Linked DNA regions of Mus musculus: regions 1, 2, 3, 4 and 5 are each linked to region 6. The links are chromatin contacts, called in public promoter capture Hi-C maps. All regions are on one chromosome and are shown on one strand. The core of a region is the stretch at or near the end of the contact, and the rest is flanking DNA. Distances in the headings are between cores, read along the strand shown. Region 1 has its middle 23 kb from the start of Daam1. Region 2 holds the start of Slc38a6 (solute carrier family 38, member 6). Region 3 holds the start of D830013O20Rik (RIKEN cDNA D830013O20 gene). Region 4 overlaps Gm34080 (a long non-coding RNA gene). Region 5 has its middle 62 kb from the start of Daam1. Region 6 holds the start of Dhrs7 (dehydrogenase/reductase (SDR family) member 7).

The links. Promoter capture Hi-C pulls out the DNA fragments that hold promoters and counts their contacts. Capture Hi-C pulls out chosen DNA fragments and counts their contacts.
Region 1: a contact with region 6 is called in a promoter capture Hi-C map of liver, with 2.3 times the contacts expected there. The contact joins the enhancer-like site here to the promoter of Dhrs7 in region 6. A contact is called at or near these places in 5 of 39 promoter capture datasets (the 3T3-L1 cell line, liver, pre-B cells and 1 more).
Region 2: a promoter capture Hi-C map of liver shows a contact between it and region 6. The contact joins the promoter of Slc38a6 here to the promoter of Dhrs7 in region 6. A contact is called at or near these places in 4 of 39 promoter capture datasets (3T3-L1-derived adipocytes, liver and stem cell-derived epiblast-like cells), 1 of 484 Hi-C or Micro-C datasets (natural killer cells), 2 of 115 datasets of contacts at active chromatin or transcription factors (extraembryonic endoderm stem cells and pancreatic cancer cells) and 2 of 9 other capture datasets (adipose tissue and liver).
Region 3: a promoter capture Hi-C map of liver shows a contact between it and region 6, with 2.3 times the contacts expected there. The contact joins the promoter of D830013O20Rik here to the promoter of Dhrs7 in region 6. A contact is called at or near these places in 2 of 39 promoter capture datasets (liver and pre-B cells) and 1 of 115 datasets of contacts at active chromatin or transcription factors (cardiomyocytes).
Region 4: a promoter capture Hi-C map of 3T3-L1-derived adipocytes shows a contact between it and region 6, with 3 times the contacts expected there. The contact joins the enhancer-like site here to the promoter of Dhrs7 in region 6. A contact is called at or near these places in 5 of 39 promoter capture datasets (the 3T3-L1 cell line, 3T3-L1-derived adipocytes, the HPC-7 cell line and 2 more).
Region 5: a contact with region 6 is called in a promoter capture Hi-C map of liver, with 2.7 times the contacts expected there. The contact joins the enhancer-like site here to the promoter of Dhrs7 in region 6. A contact is called at or near these places in 11 of 39 promoter capture datasets (the 3T3-L1 cell line, cranial neural crest, embryonic stem cells and 7 more), 3 of 15 datasets of contacts at CTCF or cohesin (embryonic stem cells, large pre-B cells and stem cell-derived epiblast-like cells), 4 of 484 Hi-C or Micro-C datasets (cranial neural crest, embryonic stem cells, palatal mesenchyme and 1 more) and 2 of 115 datasets of contacts at active chromatin or transcription factors (large pre-B cells and microglia).

What each region holds. Positions count from the first base shown.
Region 1 is chr12:71,806,403-71,809,188 of GRCm38.p6, forward strand. No RefSeq gene overlaps it. Among named protein-coding and RNA genes, the nearest start is that of Daam1, 23 kb to the right of the region's middle. Within about 2 kb of position 1,394, at least 27 of the 459 cell types and tissues checked have an H3K27ac peak or open chromatin away from gene starts, as enhancers often do. A contact at or near this core is called in liver, where this site is marked.
Region 2 is chr12:73,285,481-73,288,180 of GRCm38.p6, forward strand. Slc38a6 (solute carrier family 38, member 6) reads left to right here and starts at 1,368. Exons shown (of 16, transcript NM_001037717.3): 1 at 1,368-1,552. The coding sequence starts at 1,445. It overlaps Trmt5 (TRM5 tRNA methyltransferase 5), which reads right to left and starts at 1,231. Exons shown (of 5, transcript NM_029580.3): 1 at 1,204-1,231. The coding sequence starts at 1,208.
Region 3 is chr12:73,408,271-73,411,006 of GRCm38.p6, forward strand. D830013O20Rik (RIKEN cDNA D830013O20 gene) reads right to left here and starts at 1,293. Exons shown (of 4, transcript NR_046013.1): 1 at 1,133-1,293.
Region 4 is chr12:73,501,221-73,504,043 of GRCm38.p6, forward strand. Gm34080 (a long non-coding RNA gene) reads left to right here. Exons shown (of 4, transcript XR_381684.3): 4 at 495-1,943. All of the region lies in intron 2 of Gm34016 (a long non-coding RNA gene), which reads right to left. Among named protein-coding and RNA genes, the nearest start is that of Gm34016, 6.7 kb to the right of the region's middle. Within about 2 kb of position 1,286, at least 12 of the 459 cell types and tissues checked have an H3K27ac peak or open chromatin away from gene starts, as enhancers often do. A contact at or near this core is called in 3T3-L1-derived adipocytes, where this site is marked.
Region 5 is chr12:71,767,740-71,770,439 of GRCm38.p6, forward strand. No RefSeq gene overlaps it. Among named protein-coding and RNA genes, the nearest start is that of Daam1, 62 kb to the right of the region's middle. Within about 2 kb of position 1,357, at least 16 of the 459 cell types and tissues checked have an H3K27ac peak or open chromatin away from gene starts, as enhancers often do. A contact at or near this core is called in liver, where this site is marked.
Region 6 is chr12:72,663,411-72,666,336 of GRCm38.p6, forward strand. It overlaps Dhrs7 (dehydrogenase/reductase (SDR family) member 7), which reads right to left and starts at 1,418. Exons shown (of 7, transcript NM_025522.5): 1 at 1,219-1,418. The coding sequence starts at 1,351.

The DNA of each region.
Region 1 (2,786 bases), core at 144-2,643, 860 kb before region 6:
GCCTGGTCTACATAGCAAATTTCAGGACAGCCAGGGCTACATACTGCAAAAACAAACAAACAAAAAAAGTCATTTCACCAAATGATACGGGAACAAATGCATATTTACAAGCAAAGAATAAAATTCTGTCTTATAGCAAAAACTAGCTGAAAAGTGGCCAGAGAGCTTAATGTCTTAAACTACAAACCTCTCAGATGGCACAGAAGTAAGTCTTCATTGCTTTATGTTACTTTAAAACTCCCTCTATAGTCTCAGCCCAAGGAATGGTATCTCTCCTCCAGCGTCAATCAACCTGATCAAGATAATTCACAAGGGGCACGCTCAGAGAGCAACCTGTCCTAGATAACTTCTCACACCTGTGCGGGAGTCTTTTGTCTTACAGGAACCTAAAAGCTATCAAGTTGATAACATTAATCACCACGAAGCTTTAATTCCCTCTCTGCTGAATTTAGAGTAGACCCTTTAAGTAAATAAATAAGATCAAAGGAGCCTATAGGGTAGGGTCCTTAGCTGAAAGCAACGGCGTCTATAAGAGAAAGCCCCCATAGATATCCCTTTCTGGTTAACACACTTTGGCTGTGTGAGAACAGAGTAGGGTCATATCAAAACCCAGCCCTGCTGGCATCTTGACCTTGCCTCCAGAACTGAGGGGGATTTTTTTCTGTGTTCCTTAAGTCCTCCATCCTCCAGTAGTTTGTTATGGCACCCTAGAAGGAAAACGCCTTGTGTTAAGCAGGGTTTCTTAGTTGCTACAACAAGAACACAAGCAACCAAAGGAAAAAATAGGTTAGACTCTGTTGAAATTAAATATCTTTGTACTTTAAAGGATGTCATCAAGAAAGTGAAATTACAACCCATGTGACTATAGGAAAGGACTTGCAAATCGTGTGACTCTGACAAGGGATTGATATCTGGAATAGGCAAAGAATCCTTGAGCAGACATTTCTTCAGAGAAGACGTACAAACGGCCAAGAAACACATGGAAAGATGTTTGACCTCCCCGGGTCATTAAGGAACTGGGAATGAAAACCATAATGCAATACCCCATGACACAGAGTAGCATCGCTCTAATTTTAGAAACAGACAATAACAACTGTTGGGCAGGATGCGGAAACACTGGCGCTTTTGTACACTGCTGGAGTCAGGAGGGAGGGGAAACTGGTACAGGCGCTCTGGGGAGCTGGGGCAGTTCTTCAAACATCGAAACAGAGCTGCTATCCGACCCAGAAATTCCACTCCTAGGTATTTACACAAAATCAATGAAAACATCTGTCTAGACAAAACTGTACACAAGTGTTTATACCAACGTTGTTTTATAGCCCCAAAGTGGAAACCACCATACTGTCTATCACCTCGGGAGTGGGTAAACACATGGCTGAATATCTAAAGTGTTGAAACTTGCCACAGCATGAAAGGAAGGCCCTGAAAATACGATGCTGAATAAACAAAGCCCGTCACGATATGCCATGTACTGTAAGGTTTCTCTTTTTTGTTAAATGTCTACAAGCGCCAAAGCCCAGAGATCAAAGTAGGCTAGAGGTTGCTGTCAGGGTGTTAGGGATGGAGAGTCAGCAGAGATTGCTAACGGGAATGGGATCTATCAAGTGCATCACCGTGATATCTGTGTAACTGAAAGCCACTTTAAACTCACATAGTTTAAGGTGCATGTGATATTTCTCAGTAGATTGTATGGAGGTACCAGAAACAAGGGGCATGTTTGGATGGGAAGTGGGCAAGTTACAAAGTAACTGACATTTGATCTGCGTCTTAAAACATGGAGGGAAGAGTTTCACATCAGGAAAGATAAAAGGGCGTGGCTTATGAACTTCCTGGTGTTTGGGAGACATGTGACCAGTGTGTGACGGAGCTGGAAGGTTAGTGCAAACGAGACTGGGAAGTAAATGAAAATTCCAGCCAGCCAGAGTCTCAGCAGCAAGAGAAGAGGGGAGACTTGATTGAGAAGATAATAAAGACACTGTCCACAGAGCTATGATCCATCTGAGTTCCAGGAACCCAAAAGGGATGGTGAAGCTTGCTTGGAGCATCCCAGGTCACTACAATCCACTGGCCTGATAGAACTCAGGAAGGAGAAAATGACCAGAACTCAGTGAGCGCTGTGCCTGCAGTCTGTATAGACTTAGGAAAAGGAACAGCACCGTTGTGAACTATCTGAGTTGAGGAGCCCAGGGAAATTTTGATGGCGTCTTTCTCTCCTACCACCCTCCTCCTGCCCTTCCCAGAAGGCACAGGGCCTGTTGATAATGTGCAAACAAGTCATCCTGCAGCAAAGGGCTGAGAAGCCAGCTGAATCCCAAAGCATGGATGGAGAAAAACAGTTCAAGGCCAGAGCGAAAGAGACTCAAGTGTCTTGCCAAGACGCCTGGACTTTGTCCTGTAGACAGGGGGAAACCATAAAAGGACTTAAGCTGGCAAGTGACTGCCGTGCGGTGGGTTGCGCGGAGAACGCCCAAGCCACTGATTCTCCAAGCCTTGTCCCCAGGCCCAGCAGCATCTGGAAAGTTGTCAGAAAGGCAAACCACCCAGTGTCACTGAGACTTGCTGGATCAGAAGTCACGGGGCTAGAGCAGGCGATCTGTGTTTTGACTAGACCTCTCTGGTAATTCATATGTAACCCGAGTTAGAAGGTCGTTCTATGAATCACAGGATCAGAAAGATTACTGGAAGGCACAAAGCACAAATGCTCCGAATGTGACCCTTGGGTAGGCTTTGATAGCCTTGGTGATGGAGGATCTGGGTAAAGTAGGGCACAAGCTATAGCCCCAAAC
Region 2 (2,700 bases), core at 118-2,617, 620 kb after region 6:
TCTATTTGCCCCTATAACAGAAAAATTAGTGGTCTAGCAATCTCCCTATACCCAAAGAACTCTGCTCACAAATTTCGACAGAATACACATAGAATAGGAAGTATGAAATTTGAGTTAAGGGTCATCTCTAAATGAAATGATCACTATATGTGATGCCACCAATGGTAATACTTACTGGGATATTCTTAGGAGATCTTATTTTATTTATTCAACGGGCTGTTGTATCAGAAGCTGTGTTATGAAGTTTGTAAGCTAAGGGGTAAGTTAATCACCCAAAGTTATGTGGCTGCTAAGTGGCTTGGCAAGGCTTAAACGTTCATTAAGGTCTTAAAATGTAGCTCACTGGTAGAAAGCTTGCCTAGCACGCATGAGGTCCTGGGGTCATCCCTAACAGCACATAATATCAGGCATGGTGGTGCCTACCTGTAATCTCAGCATGAGGAAATAGGAGGATTAAAAGTTCAAGGCCAGCCTGGGATGCATTTGAGACCAGACCTCAAAAACAAACAAACAAACAAACAAACAAAAAAAAAAACAAAAGCTTGGTTAAAAATGACCTGAAAGCTGGGGATACAGTTTAGCTAGAAGTGTACCTAGCAAGCACAAGCAAATTCATGGGCTTTCAGCACTACATAGCCTGGGCACAGTGGTGCAGGCACTCAGAAAGCAGATCAGAAATTAAAGTCATCCTCCAGGTTGGTCTGGATACATGAGATTTGTCCCTTCCCATATGACCTTAGTATACTGTTAGGATGTCTATCATAGTGTACTGCCATATGCCATGCCTATAACTAAAAGCTTCAGTATTTTGACAAGGCTTTACTGTGTTGTTTGAAGTAAATGTAGGCGTCCGTTTTCCATCTGTAATATGTGGTTTAAACTATGAAAAGATTTTTGTGGTAATGGGAACCTAATCCCGGCACTTCTCATGCTATCCAATCCTACCACTGGGTGCATCAGCCCTCACCATGCATTTGACCAGCCCCCTACCCAAGGGCTCCGGCCTCGGCTTAGCGGCCGGTGGACAAGGAGATGAATGACCTGGTGGCCTTTTTGCGCTCATTGGGCAAGAAAGAAGAGCACGAGTCCCGCCGCGGTACCGTCAGGTTTTCTACATCACCCGGGACACTACTGCCCCCTCACCAGCTGCACCTTTCCAGGGCCAGCGTCACCCGAGGCCGGCTTCAGACCCGAACCCCTCACCTCATGCTCTGGTGCAGCTCGGAAATAGGGCGTCGGAGGCTGGTGACGTCATCACTGCTGGCCGCGAAGGCAGCGTAGAGTCCGACCCTGTGGACTCGCACCTCTCTTCCGGGCCCGCGATTTGCTACGAGAGCCCGGAAGGGCCAAGCCCGTAGCTCCGCCTCTGAAGCCGCTCAGCCGGGGCGCTTGGGGTTAGGGGAAGCGGCTCCGTGATTTACTTAGCAGTCGGTCGCGGAGCACCATGCAGGCGTCCCGGCACAGCATCCAAGCGGAGCCAGGCTGGTACGTCTCTGCCCAGCAGCCAGAGGAGGCGGTGGCTGCAGACGAGTGGAGTCCGTTGCTAAGCAACGTAAGTGGGCTTTACTGGCTGCGCTGGGTTCCTGTGCGCTTCGGTATCTTTCAGGGCTTGCAAGAGGAGCCTTGGACTGCAGGGGACTGACCCTGGGGTGGGGCCCGAACCACTGACCCCAGGCGAGTTTGGAATGTGGCAGCAGCATGGAGCACTCAGTCAATAGTGAGAGGCTTGGAACACCAGCGGGATGAGCCTCGGTTTTGTGACTCACCATTGCTTTGTGTCATTGTCGCCTCTGTCTCCTCTAGCCTTGTGAGGTCTTGCAAGAACATCACACGATGTTTCTTTTCTGGATTTAATCATGGGGCCAAGGGAAAGATGAGCTATAGGCACTTTAATACTCAAGTCCCTGTAAGTGAAGATGAGGAGAGGTCTCTGGTAATGTGCACATTGCTCGTCCTTAACCTAAAGCCGGTGTAGTGGGCTGTGTGTGCCCGGGGGCCCCGGAGCCTCTTCGGTCTTGAATGTCCAGCCTAGGAGGGCCTTGGGCATGCTAGAAAAACTCCCTAACTCAGAGCTGCTTTCCAGTCCTGCCACTCCACTTTTTATGAATCCCTGGACTGTAACAGCTGATGGTTTGGTTTATGTTGTCCCTGTAAGATATTCCTGCTAATCGACTTAATTCATTAGGCATATAAACAAAAGGTTAGTTTATTGCGGTCCTCGTACTTGAGGAAGAAGAGTTAGGGACAGAAGTTCCATGCTGACACTGGGATTCTTCAGGAAGCACGTGACTGAGGCCCGTTCCTCCTCTGTCTCCACCCTATCTTGATCTCTTGAAGTCACAAGGCTGTGGCTCCCACTGAAGCCAGCTGGGCCCTGCATGGGAGGAAGTAATTTTCCTGGAAGACTCGTTTCCTTGAGTTGCACCAATAGGTCAGAACGGAGGGAAAGGAACAAGTGTTATGTCCAAATGTGCTTTTCCTTGGGGTAATAACTCCTATGACGGAAAGCAACTTGGGAAGGGAAGGGCTTATTTCATCTTACAGCTACAGTCCGTCTTGAAGGAAAGTCAGGGCAGGAATCTGGAGGCAGAAACTGAAACGGGAGACCCGGAGGAAATATTGACTTGCCCCTACTGGCTTGCTCAGTTTGCTCTCCTTCATCCCCAGGAAGGCCTGCCTGCTCAGGGATGCCCCCACCTA
Region 3 (2,736 bases), core at 43-2,542, 740 kb after region 6:
ATTTGGAGGGAGGGGGCGTTGCATAGTAAAGGTTTGCTACGAGGATAGTCCAGAGCAGGTGCATCATCCGGGAGTGAGTTCACGGTGGCCAAGGGTGTGAAAGGTGAAACACGTGAAAGGTGGTCAAGGGACACCGGCTACCCCTTTTCTGAGTGCACTTCCCCTTCCGTGACAGATGGGAATACAGCAGCGTTGACACATTTACTCCTTGGGTATGCCCACTTAGGCTAAACAAATTTAGCACAAGCTGAACAATTGGAACTCAGAGCTGATCCTAAGGGATTTAACAAGAGCTGCAAGGGCATTCAGATGACCCTGGATGATTCTAAAACCTGGAGAAAAAAAAATCCCCCAGCAAGCCCAAGCTGTCTGATCATGCGACCCATCTCCTGACTGACTGCTCACAAAGACCTGGCCAAGGACATTCCAGCTGTGCCAGGCCACTGGGCAGAGATCCCAGAGAGAGCAATCTATCACTGTTCATCACCCCCTCACACCTCAGGGAGCGTGGGCCTGTGGCCACGAGCTGGCAGACAACAGCCCCTAGCCCTTGCGACAGTGTGTATCCCCACTGCCAGAAAAGCAACCAAGGTTTTAGCACTGCGCCATTGGGTAGAGCCCTGGAGACTCTCAATACTCAGGTTCACCATTGGGTGGCTCTACCGGGGTCACCAGCAGAAGAGATGTCTCCCTCCCAGAGATTCATGAAGCCAGAGTGACAAGGTCGTTTTTTACCCTTCTCCCGGTTCATCTTCCCGCCCCTTCATAGAACATATGGGACCCTTCGTGCTGTGTGCACCCTGGCTTGAGGTGGCAAAGGTGAGGAGGCTCCACTTACCCTCTCCCCCTGCACCTGTTGTCAGTGATGATGGCTTTTGACTGTGGCATCTTCAGCAATTTCTGTATAGCCTGCACCATAGGCTAGGCATAGGATTCTCACCTGGATCATGTTCTCCCGCTAGAACAGGACTAGGTCATAGCAATAAAGTCAAGCCTTTCTCATCTGACCCACCATCTACTCTTCTTCCTTCTTTCCTTCCTTCTTTCCTCCCTCCCTCCCTCCCTCCCTCCCTCCCTTCCTTTCTTTCTTCTTTTCTTCCTTCATTTCCTCTTTCCTTTCCGTAAATCTTACCTTGATGTCTTGGCAAGAGACTCCAGGAGGTTGGAGTTTCTCTCCACAGGAGTAGATCAATCACAATCCACCAAGACCCTGAACCCATTGCTTTCTGAATCAGGAATTCAAAAGAGAAACAAGCCAACGCTCTTGTGCCCCCATGTTGTCCTTGTGCAACATCAGGGCAGTGATGTCCTCTGGCATGAGAATGGCAGGAACACAGCCAAGATGGAGCAGGAGAGAGGCTGGGAAGTGCCACACAATCTAGCTAGCTGCAGTAGCCAACATTCCTTGGCAACGACACTCTCACTCAAAGCCCTGGGAAGCACTGGGACACAGGTGTAGTCTAGCATCTATAGAGAGCACACCGGAAAACACCATGACATCCCCCTTGTGAGTTCAGTCCCCCTCCCATCTCGCCATATGCTGGTGACAAGGAGGAAGAGTGGGCAGTGTCACACACCCACCATGCTGCCCAGAGGGCAATGATGTAAGCCACAATGCTTAGGTTTCAGCTCCAAATGTGGCAGCCAGCAGCAGGAGGTGCTGGCAAACCCTTGGCTGCCAGGCATGCTTCTCAGAGCATCCAGGCTGCTGCATGGAGTTGCTGTTGCCCTGGACTCTGCAGCCCCCCAGAGCCTTAGGCTAGGTGGCTGGGGACTTTTGAGGGTTAGAGATGGGTCTGCAGTGTTTGTGGGAGCAGTCTCTGCTGTCCTTTCCAAGGGACAGAATGTTGCAAGGAGTCTATGTCACCACTTTTGAGCATCTATGCCCTCAAGCACTAGACTAAGTCCTTTACATGATTCATTGACACCTCTCAAAACCCCGCTAGGAATATACTGTTATTGGACTTTTGAGGATGAAAGTCCCAAGCCGTAGGCAGGCCGCGTCATGGCTGGTACAGCTGAGAACTAGCCAAGGTTCTTGTGCTTAGGAAGTAAACGATGCTCCAGCCTCCACAGATTCAGAGCACTAGCAGAGCAATCAAAATACTGAACAGGCAGAGTGTGACGGCTCACACCCTTTAATCCCATCCCTCAACAGGCAACCGAGGAAGACTGCTGTGAGCGCAAGGGCAACCTGGGCTGCATGAAGAGACCTCTCAAAACAAACAAACAAACAAACAAACAGCATTCTAAACATAGGTTAGATGTAGGTTGCTTGAATAAAGCAAGTAGCATTCCAGAATATGAGTGGGTACAAGGTAGAAATACCACAATAAATACATGTTTCAATGCAGCATGAAGGCTCACTAGATCTGGTCACTTGTCATGAAGAGAAAGGCACCTACCTGGCCACAGCTATCAGTTCTTGAGCTAAAGCCTGTGGAGTCACAGGTTAACCAGGCTGTAAGTCACTTTTTGATGTCTGTCCAGTTGGGGACATTCTGCTGTGGCATTGAGAGATGAAGTATTGGACTAGAAAGATGGCTGACTTGGGCAAAGGTGCTTGAGGCTAAGCCTGACAACCAGAATTGATCTGTGGGATCCCCTCGGTGGAAAAAAAAAAAAACCTGACTCATGAAAGTTCTCCTCTGACCTCCACATATGCACCATGGCGTTTGTACACATGTACACACACACACACACACACACACACACACACACACGTAAATCAAAGAA
Region 4 (2,823 bases), core at 36-2,535, 840 kb after region 6:
AAATAGCTCCTTGTGGGGGAGCACATTTGCAACTGGCAACCTTATCCCCACATGTCTGGCCCTCATTTGGTATGCAAGCTATACTTTTAAAAATTAACATTTTGCTTAATAAGCATCCCACTTGTCACTGTTCTCTTTCAACATGTTGAAGCAGGCTACAGTCCCAGGAGACACACACACACTCTCTCTCTCTCTCTCTCTCTCTCACACACACACACACACACACACACACACACACACTTGCATCTTGCACACACACACACACTCGAATGCATTCACACAGTTCATAACTCAAAATAATGCAAGCAGTGTATGGTGAGAGATCACGCTTCAGCTCCCGATTAAACTTTATTTTAGAATAATTCTAGGTCTACAGACATACGTGAAGACAGAACAGAAACTCGTTATTCTCTTAAATCACAACGGCACATTTGTTACAACTACAATGTCACAACATGTATTTCACTAGCAATGTTTTTATTTCTTTCTTTCAGGAATCTACGTCTGCCATTACTTCTTCTTTGGATCCTCTTGACTAAGTCAACATTCCTCAGACTTTGTTTGACGACCAAGAATTGTTGGGTTGGATGTTTTGTAGAATAGCTCTCAATGGAAGCTTCATTGTTCTTGTCTTTTTTTCATAATTAGACTGAGGCTATGGATTTGGGGTGGAGGAGGTGGTGGAGGTATATTGTCCTCCCTGTTGCACACACCCGGAGGTCCAGGCTATGGTGGACCAAGCTAACTGTGGGAGTTAGCTTTGAGCCCCTCTGTAAAGCAGTTCCCACATTTATTCCTCTGCTCTAGCCCTTGAAGCAAGCTCCTAGCCATGCTCAGAAGGGGTTTTCTCTACATGTCTGTGTGTACACATTTGTATGGGAGAGTGCATACATATGTGTGCCTATGTACATGTGGAGACCAGAAGACAGCCTTGGATATTACACCTCAGGAGCTGCCTTTTTTTTTTAAATTGAGACAGAATAATCTTATAGAGACCTGGGGCTCTGTGAATCTGAATCAGTTAAACTGTCTGGTCAGATAACACCACACTGGCCTTGAACTTGTGATCCTTCTGTCTCTGCCTCCCTCAGTAATTCCTAAGGACATGCACCACCATAGCCAGCTAGAAAGCCCCAGAGACAGTCCTATCTCCGCCTCCCCGGTGCTGCGATTACAAGCATCTGACACCACTGAGCTGTTTTATGTTGACTCTGGGGCTCGAACAGATCCTCCTGGATGCATGGCAGGCCCTTTACTAGCTGAAGTATCTCCTCTGCCAGGTCATCAATCTGTACATAGTGAACTGGCAGGACACATGGGATTGCCTAACCCCATGCTAAGGCTGTGGCTGCCACCAGATCTTTCCTTTCAGGAGATCAACTCAAGAGGGGATTCGCCCATTATCAGAAGCTTCTGAGCTACCATTCTGTAATTTAATCAAACCTTCTGCATCAAAAAGCACCCTTGACAGCAAGAAGTACCCACTCTCTAGTAGGAGCACTCTCCTCTCTTTTCAGTGGCTTTGCACTGGCTCTTGTTTTGAGCTGAGTCCTGACAAGGAGCGTGTGGCTTGTGAAATAGCATTTTTTTTGGGGGGGTGGAGGCGAACAGAAGGATGTATGCCACACAAGCTTGTGGTGGCATGTGTGCTTCCTTGTTCCTCTGAACTTTCTACTGGGAAGCAAAGCTTCCATCTAGTCCTGTGTTGCCCTGGTCCCTGCATCGTGGGCTTGGGAAATCCAGCCTGTATCCTGGATCCTGGCAACAGCTTCTTGCCCATAGGAGACGAAACACAAGACGCCATTAGGGCAGCCCTCTGAGCACCCTTAACCCGAAATGAATCCGGGAAGGCACTTGAGATGCTGAGGTAGTGTGACATGGACCCTGGCACACAGACTACTGCCTCCCATAACTATGGCTCTAGGAATAGACTATTGGGCACATTATAATATTCATAAATGCCTTGAAATTGCTTTGAGAGAGAGAGAGAGAGAGAGAGAGAGAGAGAGAGAGAGAGAGAGAGAGAAGAGCTCTATCAGCATATGAGTAGGTGCTAGCATAGCATCAGAAATGAAAGATTCCCTTTTCTGGGTTAGTTTGTAAAAACAGGTAAGGCTAAACAACATACTCTTATGAAGGTTCTTGGAAGAAACAAATATAATCTTAGAAGTGGGAATGTTTTTAATTCATAGATTGTGAATGGATATGTAACGTATCTTACTTACATCTGACAGTCCCCTTCAAGATGCTATCAAAGTTGCAGCCTGCAATGGCACCACGCTAGTGTGGCACAAGTGGGTGGATTGAGTCTATGGAGTTCTCATACTCACTCACTTGCTCTGACCCACGGGTATTTGTGGGGCCCCGCTCGGAGGCACTGTGTAGTTATTCATCTGAAGAGCATGAAAAATATTGTTCTACATGTCAGCACCACCTTGGTGACTCATTAGAATCTTCTAAGTATACTTTTCCGGGACCAAAGTATACATGAGCAAGCCAAAGATGATATTATTCCCTGGCCACACCTTCTGGCACATCATCTTCTAACATAAACTTCCCAGCCCCAGAGAGAATCAGGAGAGGAGATGCTACATGGGATGCTGTGGGTCAATCAAATTAAGAAGAGTGTGGCACCTTGGTATGGGCATGCGATGTTTCAGTTGGTTTACACCAGACTGTAATACAGACAGATCTATATGGGACATGTGCCATATTCCTGTTGCTTTCCTTAATCACAAAAATTCAGAGGAAAACAAGATGATATGGATAGACTGTGGTGGAATTGTGTGGTTTCCATTAAACATAGTGTTTGGTCATCACTTG
Region 5 (2,700 bases), core at 107-2,606, 900 kb before region 6:
AGTCTTCTATCACACACACACACACACACACACACACACACACACACCACCTAGAAACAATCACAGTTAATTGCTGTGGACAACCTGAAGCAGCCCCATATCCCACGCTTGAGAATTAAATAAAAAATATATATTCACATAAAGAACTGTATTTTTTTTTTTAAGAAACCAAAACTCTCACTACAATTCACCATCTTTTGGGGCTCCTGGTCTTTTGTAAGAGCAGAGCTGGGACCACCTTCCTCTACACTGCCGTCTTTTCCTCTACTGGACAGAAAAGGAAAACCCCATTAGCCAATCTCCCCTGTGACTCACTTGGCCAGGAGATGTAGCAGGCTGACTGTGGTCAGTGTGGAGCAGTGAGGGGCAAACCCTCTCAGTCTCACCACCTCCTAGGACACAAGTGATGTTTAAAATGTTTGCAATGCTCTAGGAAAGTGGACCGGAGATGCCTCTCAGCTGTACAGTGCTTGCCTGGTATACACATAGCTGCAGCTTAATCCCTAGCTTAAAAAAAAGAGGAAGCAGAAGAATCCGAAGTTCAAGGTCATCCTCAGCCACACAGTGCGTTCCAGGCCTGCCTGGGATACAAGAAATAGAGTCTTACCTGTAATAGATTTGAAAAACAACGGCACAGAATGCCTCGGGTAAGATCGCTGATACCAAAATCACGTCCCTCTCCGACAACAGAACCAGTTAAAAGCCCTCTGTTTTCAGACTCTTTGATCTTAATTCAAATTAACTAAGACATTGTCTAGACTTTACCTAAAGTTTTCAAGGCTACAAATCAAATTAGATCTGTCCTAACAGAAAACACAAATTATGGATGGAAGAGAGCCCCCATCAACTGGCAGAGAGAACGATGGCAAGACGCTACCAGAAGGTGGCGGTGTTGTGCTTCGAAACGTCTCAAAGGTTGCCTGGAACTTGAAGCTTGAAGCGGAGACTCAAAACTCCGTGAGTTTATTGTTTTTGACATTCTCTACTCTTCCCTCTTCTAATGAAGAGTGTAGCACGGCTCTGTTGAGCATTTTGCCCGTAAAAATCCTTAAAATGCAAACGCCGACAAGAATACTGGTTTTCGTTTAAAAGCAGACCAACCAGGCAAAATTTCCTGCTGGAAGCTCTGCACAGGAAAGCAAAGGTCCTAGGACCTTAAGAAAACTTGGGTACACACGACAAAAACTGTATTCATAAAACCAACATTCTAACTTACGAATAATAACTAATAACGTACATAGAACTTACTAAGGCATTGTGAGAAAGAACAGAAATTATTCTCTACCATTCTCAGCTTTCTTGGACAGCAGCAGCAGTAATGACAGTCAGTGGCTGCTCTAAGTCTTTTTCTCTACTAAGCAGAGGCTCTTGTTCAGTAGCTTAAGCCCAAAGCACTGCGTGAGCACCACATATGTATTCTCTGGCTTCGGAGAGTCATGGAGGCGGCCACTGCTGTGTCACCCATTGTGGAAACAGAGTCATGGGCGTTGGTGGGGGGTGAAGGGTGAGGGGTGGGGGCGGAGGGTGGGGGCGGGGTTGTTTAGCTTCCTACCATTTTACTGTGTTTACAGGTCAGAGGGCAGTGGTCAGTTAACACCTACTACTCGCTCCTCTCCACCTTCTTGGTTTGAGATCCTTTTACTTATTCCTGAGGGCACAGAGGTTGATGCTGGTGAGGGAGAAACACGTCCACACTGTAGCACACCAGTCATGCATTTTTTAACATGAGCGTTTATGGAAATTGACTCCTAGTGTTTAGACACAGTCTTTTACTTCATTGGTTATTTATGATGCTTTGGGCATGGAAACGTGAGCTAGACTTGAAGGCTGGCGAAGGGAAGGGACTGAACTACCAACAGCCTTGCCCTCTCGCAGAGGAAAAGAAAATTCTTGCTTTCTCCAAACTGTATTCCAAAATAAATAAATAAATAAATAAATAAATAAAACTTCAAAGGATTACATTACCAGGATTCCAGCCATCTTTTTTCCATAAATTTTAAAAGTGAATTGTTTAATGCCTTTAGTGGAGTAAAATAGTTCAGAGAAGGGCAATATTATTATAAATAAGGAGCAACATAAACTTAACATAATGGATGCACTTACAGATGGATTTTGCTAATTTATTAATGGTATTGCTACTACAGGTTTATTTGTTTAACTAATAAAATGGGTATTGTGGAAATTAGCGCAGCATTTGATTTGAGATGTTGGAAAATAATAAGGATTTGAGGACGGCAGAAATAATAATAGTGTTCGGTCCCTCAGTGCTGACACAGTCTTCTCCAGCTTGAACGGAGAGAAGGAAGAATCGTTATTTAAAGCCTACATGTGAGATTTATTGAGGGACATTAGAAATTTGCGGTAGATACAGTCATGGGAGTACATTTCTAATAAAAGATTCCCCCATACAACCGTGAGTGGCTGTGCACAGGCAGGCATTGAGTCTTAGCAGCGAACCATCATTCGCTTGGCTGTATATCTCCCAAACTGAGACCTCCTAATGAGCCTCCAAGATGGCTGGCACATCTGCTGTCTTCAGAGAAGCAGAGACATGCTTGGCTCTGGGTCCAAACCATTACTCCTCACTTCACATTGAGATCCTATCTAGGAAGACTGTAAGCATATTGAAGGTGCCTGGAGTACATCGGAAAGCTGGGACCTTCTGGCAGGAACTAGTGGGACAACCCACTTGTGTTTCCG
Region 6 (2,926 bases), core at 168-2,667:
TTTAACTCAATCTTCCATTTAAATAAATGAGGCCAAACACAAACAACATCCACAGGCTGCTATTGACCGTGAGCTTACAGATACATCCATCTGTCTCAATGGTGCTCAGTGGAGAGTTACAGTTAAAAGATGTATGGGGTATTTAGGATTCTTGCCCTCAACACTGACAGTCTCCGAGTCACAGCCATGCCCTCTCCTGTTTTGCAGCGCTGAATCCACAAGCACACTGTGCAGTTGCATTTGTCAGTACTGCAACTGTTTGAGCCAAGGCAATGCAGCTTCAGAGAAAAGACAGCAAGGATGCCTGCCAACATCTGGGAGGGACATAAAATCCAAGATCCAGCTGTCACCTACTCCTGCCCTGCTGACTTTGAATGCAGTACCTTCTGAGCCACCAGCTACTTCAAAGCATTTTTGTTCGGGTGCTTTGTGTATTTTCCACCACGAACAGTGGAATCCCACTTAGTCCTTTAAGGATCAGAAAAGCCTACCTAGGGAGGCTTTGAGTTTCTCTGTCAATGTCTTTAACTGAAAAACAATACGAAGAGTGCCCATGTCATCAGAATTGTTAACGCCAAAGGTCAGAGGCTGTCTGTGGCCTGCTGAACACACTGCCAACGTGACATAACACCCAGCAGCATCTGTGAACTGATATATCGGAGCATGTGAATCATGTATTAAGTGAACATTAAACACCACGCAAGCTGCAGATCGAAGTGGAGCGGGCGAAACGTGCCTTACTGTACACAGAATGATCTCCCTCCTGGCAAAAAGCCAGCTCAGCGCTTTCTATTGCGAAAATTTTAACCAAGTGAGCAGGTGAGTAAGTGATTCAGGCCAAATTTTCTTTGGGTGCTTCCGGGAAAGTAAAAAGTGCAGGATCAAAGAATGTTCCGGCCTCTTAGAAAGCAAGGGACACACTCTGCTCTCCATGGTGCCTTCCCTGAGAGTGTCCGGGGATCCTACGGAAGAAGTCTGTGTCTTGCAGGCATCAGAGAATTGCAGCGCTCTCTTGGGGTTTGACGTTTTCTATCCTAGTCTGGGTAACAAATCAGGGCCATTTTCGAATTAAGACAAGCGACAGAGTGGGTACTGCCTGTTTAGCCCCTGCCTCTTCCTCCCGGACCCTCAGCCCTTGGTCAAGGCTCAGCTTGGCAACAGCTGGGAGGGACCTCGGCCCTGATCTTCCTTAGAGCCCAGGCTGTAGAGGATGCTCACCTGGGCGTCGCCCTTGCCATTCAGCCCACAACAAGGTCAGGTCCGCATCCGCCCGCAAAAAGCGCAAGAGCTGCACAAGGGGCAGGATCAGCGCGCACAGCGCCAGCAGCCACAACAGCAGCTCCCAGCTCATCGCTGTCCCTTGCCTACCCGACTCTGCCGCAAGCGGAAGACAGTCGGCGCCCGCCCTCTACGCGGCGGGTCACAACCCGGGGCTCCGCCTAGCGAGTCCCCGAAGGTGGGGCTCCATCTGTGTCCCGGGCTGCACCACGGCGTCTCTGCGCGTCCCTACTGCGTGCAAGACTGCCGGGGTGTTGCAATAGAAGGCATGGAATCTTGGGAAACTGCTGTTGGGAGAGCAGTCAACAAGATTTGTGAGGGCATGAAGGAGTCTTTAACAGCTGTTTTTAGGACGACTTTTCAGGGCTTTGGTGGTGCCTTGGCGAGAAACAAAACAAAACTTTGATCACTGCCCGCTCCGACCCCGAGGCCCCATCCCCCGCTCCACGCTGGGAATTGTGCCCAGGTCCTTCTTCGCGCTGGGCAAGCTCCCAAAAGCTGAGCCAAACCCTCACTCACTCTTCCTAATCTGTTTTCCTTTCACTTTAAGCTTGTGGACTGAGATAAGCATACCGAAGTAACTCAGCACTTGAACTGGGTTGCCCTCGTGGACTGGCCGCTTATATTTAGAAAAACATTACAAATGATACTCATATTTGGCCAAAAGTTGGCTATCATGGCCCAGAGTAATCAGAACATAAAACTAACTGGGCTAGAAGGCAACTGTTGCTAAGTTCCAGGAGCTAAAAACACTCAGGTTGGTGTCCTCCTGCCACCGTTTGTAAATGATGCCATTATCATTTGACAGCATTTGAATATGGAAAGGCCTCTGTGCACACTAATTGCTCTGTTCTTTCTTCTGTGTTTGTTAGTATTGTTTTTATAAATTGTCACTTTTTTTTTTCCGAGACAGGGTTTCTCTGTTTCTACTTTGTAGACCAGGCTGGCCTCAAACTCAGAAATCCGCCTGCCTCTGCCTCCCAAGTGCTGGGATTAAAGGTGTGCGCCACCACGCCCAGCTGAATTGTCACTTTTTTCATTGCAGTGAGAAAAGGTTTACAAAGGTCTATATTTTGCATCTTTAGAGTGATCTATGCAGGAAATATTTGAACTAGTGTTAATCAGAAATTGCTGTGGTATAGTTCAAGGTGCATGTCAGTTAGCTAAACTTTTGGACTGCCATTTGGAATAATATTGGTCAAGAATTGCTCTAATTGACGTATCACCTGGGCCATGTGAATTTTATTTTTATTTTGTAGCACATTACTTTTGTAATAAGATGTCTTAAAATACCACACAGAGTCTCATGATGAATCTTATCCCAAATGTTTCCCCTTCTGTAAAAGGACAGGACTGCAGTGGATCTAGTGTTCCGATGGGTCACAACCCCAAGCTGTGGGGATGAGGGATCTGAGACTGGGACATTGGGCTTGGGAGACTGGCAGGAAGCTATGATCTCTTCCTGTCCACCCCTAGGGATTAGACCCGGGTGGGTGCTGAGTGTCGAAGTGCCAAGGCAGAGCTTTAGAGTGTTTTTCCGTACTGGAGCTGGAGAGGTGGCTCTGCTGTTAGAGGCACTTGTTGCTCTTGCAGAGAACCTGGGTTCAATTTCCACACCCACATGGCAGCTCACATCTGTTGGTAACTC